2 separate regions of the Zea mays genome follow, and region 1 is linked to region 2. A link is a contact called in public Hi-C data. All regions are on one chromosome and are shown on one strand. The core of a region is the stretch at or near the end of the contact, and the rest is flanking DNA. Distances in the headings are between cores, read along the strand shown. Region 1 holds the start of LOC100383047. Region 2 holds the start of LOC100277808.

Region 1 (2,790 bases), core at 229-2,728, 230 kb after region 2:
TTTTGCTCAATTGCATTATGCACATCGGATTTTGCTTATGAGGCTGACTGAAAGGAAATTTGTTTCAAGAGACTGATAATTCTTTTTCTCTTGCCGCGCAGAATAAAGCAAGTGCAATCTATGACCTCCAAAGGAATAGAAGTAACCTTGAATCGCTATTCTGCTACGACAAATCTGTCCCAGAGGAGAATATTGGAAAACCGTCCGGTCTAGATCTGGAAAAGAAGGATGTCGGGGACAACCCTCCCTGCTCAAGCTGTGAAGCTAAAGGCGCTGTGCTGTGCGCAACATGCGCTGGTTCAGGCTTGTACGTCGACTCGATACTGGAGAGCCAAGGGATCATCGTGAAAGTCAGATGCCTAGGTAAGCTAGCTTGACAAGCACATTCTGTGCGACAGTTGCTTCCCTGCTATACAGTTGGGTTTGGGTATACCTGCTGACATCCAAATTGCTGTAGGCTGTGGAGGAACTGGGAACATCATGTGCTCCAAGTGTGGAGGCCGTGGGCATACCTGAATGATAAAAAGCTTGGACATTGCAGTGTCTCCGCAGCAAGACAGTACAATCCTGCTAGCATCCTTCCCGAGTTACGTTGGTGGGTATTTGGTCTCATGGTGACATCGTCAATCAAAAAGAGTTACGATTCTTCCGGAGAATTTTCCTTGTGCTGATCTAGCTGCTGTAACTGCATCGAAACATGCTTTAGAAGCTATTGAACCCCATCCCCCCCCCCCCCCCCCCTTTTGCTTTTTATTCCCCTCGTTTCATGCCTAAAAGTTTAAAGGACGATGCGTCAAAGGATTCGATGTTATGTTGTAATCATAAAGGTTAATGAAATGTGAAAGATACACTTCGTTTATGGGAGAGATTAGATTCAAAGTGTCCTGTGCAGTAACTGAGCAGAAGTGTGGTCACATCACATCACAAATACTAGTACATACTCCAACTCCATTCAAGAAAGAATGCAATTCTAGCAGTGTTATGTTTTGGTATTTTAAATTTTAACTAATTATAGATAAAAAAAGAATCAATATTTATAATGTGAAATAAATATTATTAGATTGATTATGAAATGTATTTTTATACTAGATTAATTTAGAGTAAATGCTATTTACTAAAAAAACTTGGTTAAACGTAAATCACTTCAACTCGCACGCGTTTTCGTCTATGACACAGAGTACAAACATGACGATTAGATAGAAAGTGGTGAGGGATCAAAAGCAGCTTGGTCATTTCCTAATCGAAACTGCTCAGTCGCTGAATCATGGTCTAGTAATACCTGTCCCACTCAGATTAATATGCTTCTCTTCAGCTGCGGACCAACGCCCCCTGCAAACAAGCAAGGAATACTTTGATCGACCGTCACCTGTGCACGAAGCCATGTTGACGATGGCCATCGAATCAATCCTTCTCCTCACCCAGGTCATATCTCCTTATATACTGCACTTGGAGGTGTTTGTATATATGCACATCCACCACAAACGCCCATTGCCATCAACCCCAGCAGCAGCAGCAGTCAGCAGAGGCATTGTTACTTGTTAGTTCCGAAAGCACACGTACGTCTCACATTAGCTAGTTCCAGCCTTCGTCGTCCAGGACACGAGAGGAAACCGCAGCCATGGCCAACAACCGCACCTACGAGGAGCATACCCCCGCCGTCGAGTGGAGCCGCTCCGCCGCCGAGGCCGACGCCGTCAAGATCTCGCTCCCAGGCAAGCAGTCCCTTGGCTCCTTTCCAGCCTGGAGCGATGATGGTTACTGTTACTGAAATACCCGTCGCTGGGGCTGCAGGGTTCAAGAGGGAGGACCTCCGCGTGCTGGTGGACAACCACGGCCACCTGCGGACGCGCGGCGAGCGGCACCTCACCGGCAACAGGTGGATCCGCTTCCAGAACGACTTCGAGCTTCCCGCCAACTGCAACGCCGACGGCATCCGCGCCAAGTTCGAGAACGAGACGCTCACCATCACGCTCCCCAAGAAGACCCCCTCGACGCCCATGCAGCCGCCGCCAAGGATGCCCACGGCGGCGCCGCCTCCGTTGCAGGGCCAGGGGCAGGGGCTTCCGCCGGCGGCCAGGCCTGCCGCGCCGACCCCGGCGCCGCTGGCTCCAGCTGCTCCTTCCGTGAAGCCGCCCGCCGAGTCCAGAGCGTCGATGCCGAGGAAGACGTACGATCCTGTGCCGGCGCCGGCGCCGGAAGTGGAACCGCCTGCAACCACAAAGCCCCAGCCGTCGCTGGGGGCTGTTCAGAGGCTGAAGGAGGAGGAGGAGGAGAGGAAGAGGGAGGAAGAGGGGAAGATGGCCGAGGACAGGAAGGAGATGGTGCATGAGAAGGACACGCAGCAGGAGCAGCAGCCAATGCTAGCAGAGACGATGGCGTTGGCGAACCTGAAGCCCAGGCAGGCCTCCGCGAGGCAAGGCATGCTGGTGAGCGTGGCGGTCGCGGTGGTTGTGCTGCTTGGGTTCACCGTCTACGTGTGGCACAGCCTGAGGAACGCCACGGGAGGCGCCGGCGGCGAGCACGGCCACGGACACCAGCTGTGGACCGGTAGCTACGGCGACGAGATGTGAGCAAGCTAGCTCGAGGTGTGGCGTGAGTACACAGTACATCTAAGTGGAAAGGAAGCAATGCAAGTGTGCGTGTGTATATATAGTTATACACGCACACGTACATACACATATACTACATACATGGGAGGCTCAGTACACGCACTACATACTCTACTCGTGTTGATCGTTTATCAGCTGGCAATGGCATGACGGCTTAATGAGCTTTTAAGAGATGTTTCGT
Region 2 (2,868 bases), core at 68-2,567:
ATCAATAAACCTATGGACCTCGGATATGTATGATGGATCTAGCCTTCATAAGTTATACATCCAAGATGTCTTCTCCATCATCACCTGTAAAAAAGTAACATAAAACACACAAGAACACAAATTGGCAAGAGAAACATAAACTAACATTTCCTAATAACTAAATATATCATTGATAAACAAAAATTGGCAAAAGAAACATAAACGAATCTTTCTTATCAACCTTGTTCCAAAAAATAAAGATCAAAACCTACCCCTTACATTTTGTGAAATCTGGCATTCCAATGAAAGTTGGCAAGAGAAACATAAGCCAAACTTTCCTAGCAACTAATAAACAAAAATTCTTAATACCCAAACCTATCTCTAACAATAATTGGCAATTAAAACATAATTAAACCAACATTTCATAACAACTAATAAAAACAATCCTTAATTACCAAACATATCTCCTTCTCTTCCAACATGGTGAAACCCTAGATCCAAATGTGGCTAAACCTAACTATACTCTTCTCTTTCACATGGTGAAACCCTAGATCCAAAATATGGCTAAAATTGAGCAAGAATGAACAAAAATTGACAAAAGAAACATAAACCAACCTTTCTTAGCAATCTTCTTCCAAAAAATAAAGATCAAAACCTCTCCCCTTGTATTTTGTGAAATCTATACCTCCAAAATCGCCTCCAATAGAAGTTGGTTGTGAGATACTGTTCTTGGCGGGAAGAATGGGTATTTACAATACAAAATTCACCGACAGTTATATTAACGCAACCGCCAGCGAAAACGGACTATTAACACTGACGGTTGGTGTAACAGAACTGTCAGTGTTATTATATTTTTCACAGACGGTTCTGTTAGACCAACCACCACTGAAAATAGCTCGTTTTCACTAGCGGATGTGTTAAGAGAACCGTCAGTGAAAATAGTTTTCCACTGGTAGTTCTCAAGCGAGATCCACCTATTTTTTTCACTAATGTGCGGTAACTGAAACCGTCAGTGATAAATTATGGGTGACGCAGGCTCTAGGTCTTTTCTACTAGTGATCCATATTTAATTTTGCTATAGAGCGTAAGTAGGAACCTGGTAGAGTTCGCTAGCTAAGGATACGATGAGACGACGATGGTTTTTTGGTTCAATCAAAACCAGTGGCAAAGTTGGGTACGACAGCATGTGAACCAAAAAAAAAAATTGCTGATCTGTGTTCGTCTTGACGACGTTAACGTCACATCTGAGAAGGTTCCATTCGATTGACTAGTCCTAGATAACGTAATAAATATACCACCCAAAGAACTTCGTCACTACTCTCCCTCTCATCTCAATGTTTCATTCATTAAACTTCGCGAGAACATGGGAGGAGCAGTAGAGCAGCACAGGACGTAGATGTACGGTAGCCGGCCGGCGCCCATGGATTCAAGCTCACAGCCCGCCGCAATGTACGCATCTCTCTCTTTCTCTCTCATATGCATGCATGGTTCATCATCTTTTGGGGTCAAATTTTCATGTAGCAACTAGCAACATGGAGGTACCATGCATAACGGATGTTCAAGTTTATGATATCTGTATGGCCTAGCACTACGATCAGCCAGCTGGTATATATATAGAGCAAGACTGAATTTTTGCATCATTGTACACCTAATAGATAGGTCGACGACGACGATTTATGCGTGTCCTAGATATAACGTTAATTCCTTGGCACACACTAAAAAAACTGTAGTGATGGATCGAGAGGGAGCGGAGGAGGAGAGAGAAACAAAAGGGAGGAGGAGGACGACGACGAGGCGGCGGCGGAGGCCGGCAACGGCAGACAGCTGGTGATGCCCGAGGACGGGTACGAGTGGAAGAAGTACGGCCAGAAGTTCATCAAGAACATCCAGAAAATGAGGTGCGTACTTGCTAGCTAGCTCCGTTCGATCCGCCATGCATACGTAGCATATATTTCTGGCGTCGACGGCTGGCCGGCCCTAGAGGCGATCGAGATTCATCTCGAGCTCTCAAAGCTACTGCAAACTCGATCATGCATATATATCACCATTTCGTGTCAAAATCGTTTTCGCCAAAGATACGTTTACATCACATTAAAATGGATACCTCGACGTCGTTGACCAAGCTCTGACTCGTTCATCACCGTCGTTCCTGCTGTGCATCGAAGTAATTGAGTCGATGTGACCACCGGGATAATGGAATGGAATGGAATGGATTTGCCTTACTTGCCCGGCCGCTTTAGCTATTAACCATGAGCAAATTGCGCAAGTGTGTTGCTGCGTGACGAACTGATGACGTGCGTGTGGGTGGGGTCCATGCGTGTGCGTGCGGAAATGGCGCAGGAGCTACTTCCGGTGCCGGCACAGGCTGTGCGGCGCCAAGAAGAAGGTGGAGTGGCACCCGCGCGACCCCGGCGGCGACCTCCGCATCGTCTACGACGGCGCGCACCAGCACGGGCCCCCGCCGCTGGCGGCTCCTCCCGGCGGCCACGGCCAGATGCAGGGCGGCGGCGCCTCCGACTCCAACAGATACGAGCTGTGCACCCAGTACTTCGGCGGGGCCCGGTCGCGCTGACGACCTGGCGGGCCAGCTAGCTAGCGTCGGGGGTGGCATGGCAGCTGACAAGAAAGGCCGGCCGGCGGGCGGCGGCGTGGCGTCCCGTCGCGTCACGCTCACGCCCGCATCACCTCCTGCCCCTGCTGGCTGCTGGCCTGCTGCAGCACCGATCGCTTTCGCTGCGCACCGGAGGGCAGCGGCAGCGGCAGCGGCTGGCTGGTGCTGCCGGTGGCGGTTGACTTGACGCCTTGCGCCGGCGCAACCGACGTGATGTTGAGTGCGGATTAATTGGTGCTGCACCGGTCAACGCTGTGGTCTACTACTAGTGTACTACA

Evidence for each region. A called contact is a pair of places that touch in the nucleus more often than the background predicts.
Region 1: a Hi-C map of ear shows a contact between it and region 2, with 2.3 times the contacts expected there. The contact joins the promoter of LOC100383047 here to the promoter of LOC100277808 in region 2. A contact is called at or near these places in 4 of 25 Hi-C or Micro-C datasets (ear, leaf and tassel).

Annotation. Positions count from the first base shown.
Region 1 is chr1:265,712,183-265,714,972 of Zm-B73-REFERENCE-NAM-5.0, forward strand. It overlaps LOC100383047, which reads left to right and starts at 1,479. Exons shown (of 2, transcript NM_001175723.1): 1 at 1,479-1,712; 2 at 1,792-2,776. The coding sequence starts at 1,619. The coding sequence ends at 2,570. LOC100275997 reads left to right here. Exons shown (of 3, transcript NM_001371526.2): 2 at 102-363; 3 at 458-879. The coding sequence ends at 516.
Region 2 is chr1:265,479,118-265,481,985 of Zm-B73-REFERENCE-NAM-5.0, forward strand. LOC100277808 reads left to right here and starts at 1,318. Exons shown (of 3, transcript NM_001361300.1): 1 at 1,318-1,428; 2 at 1,710-1,877; 3 at 2,320-2,868. The coding sequence starts at 1,376. The coding sequence ends at 2,551.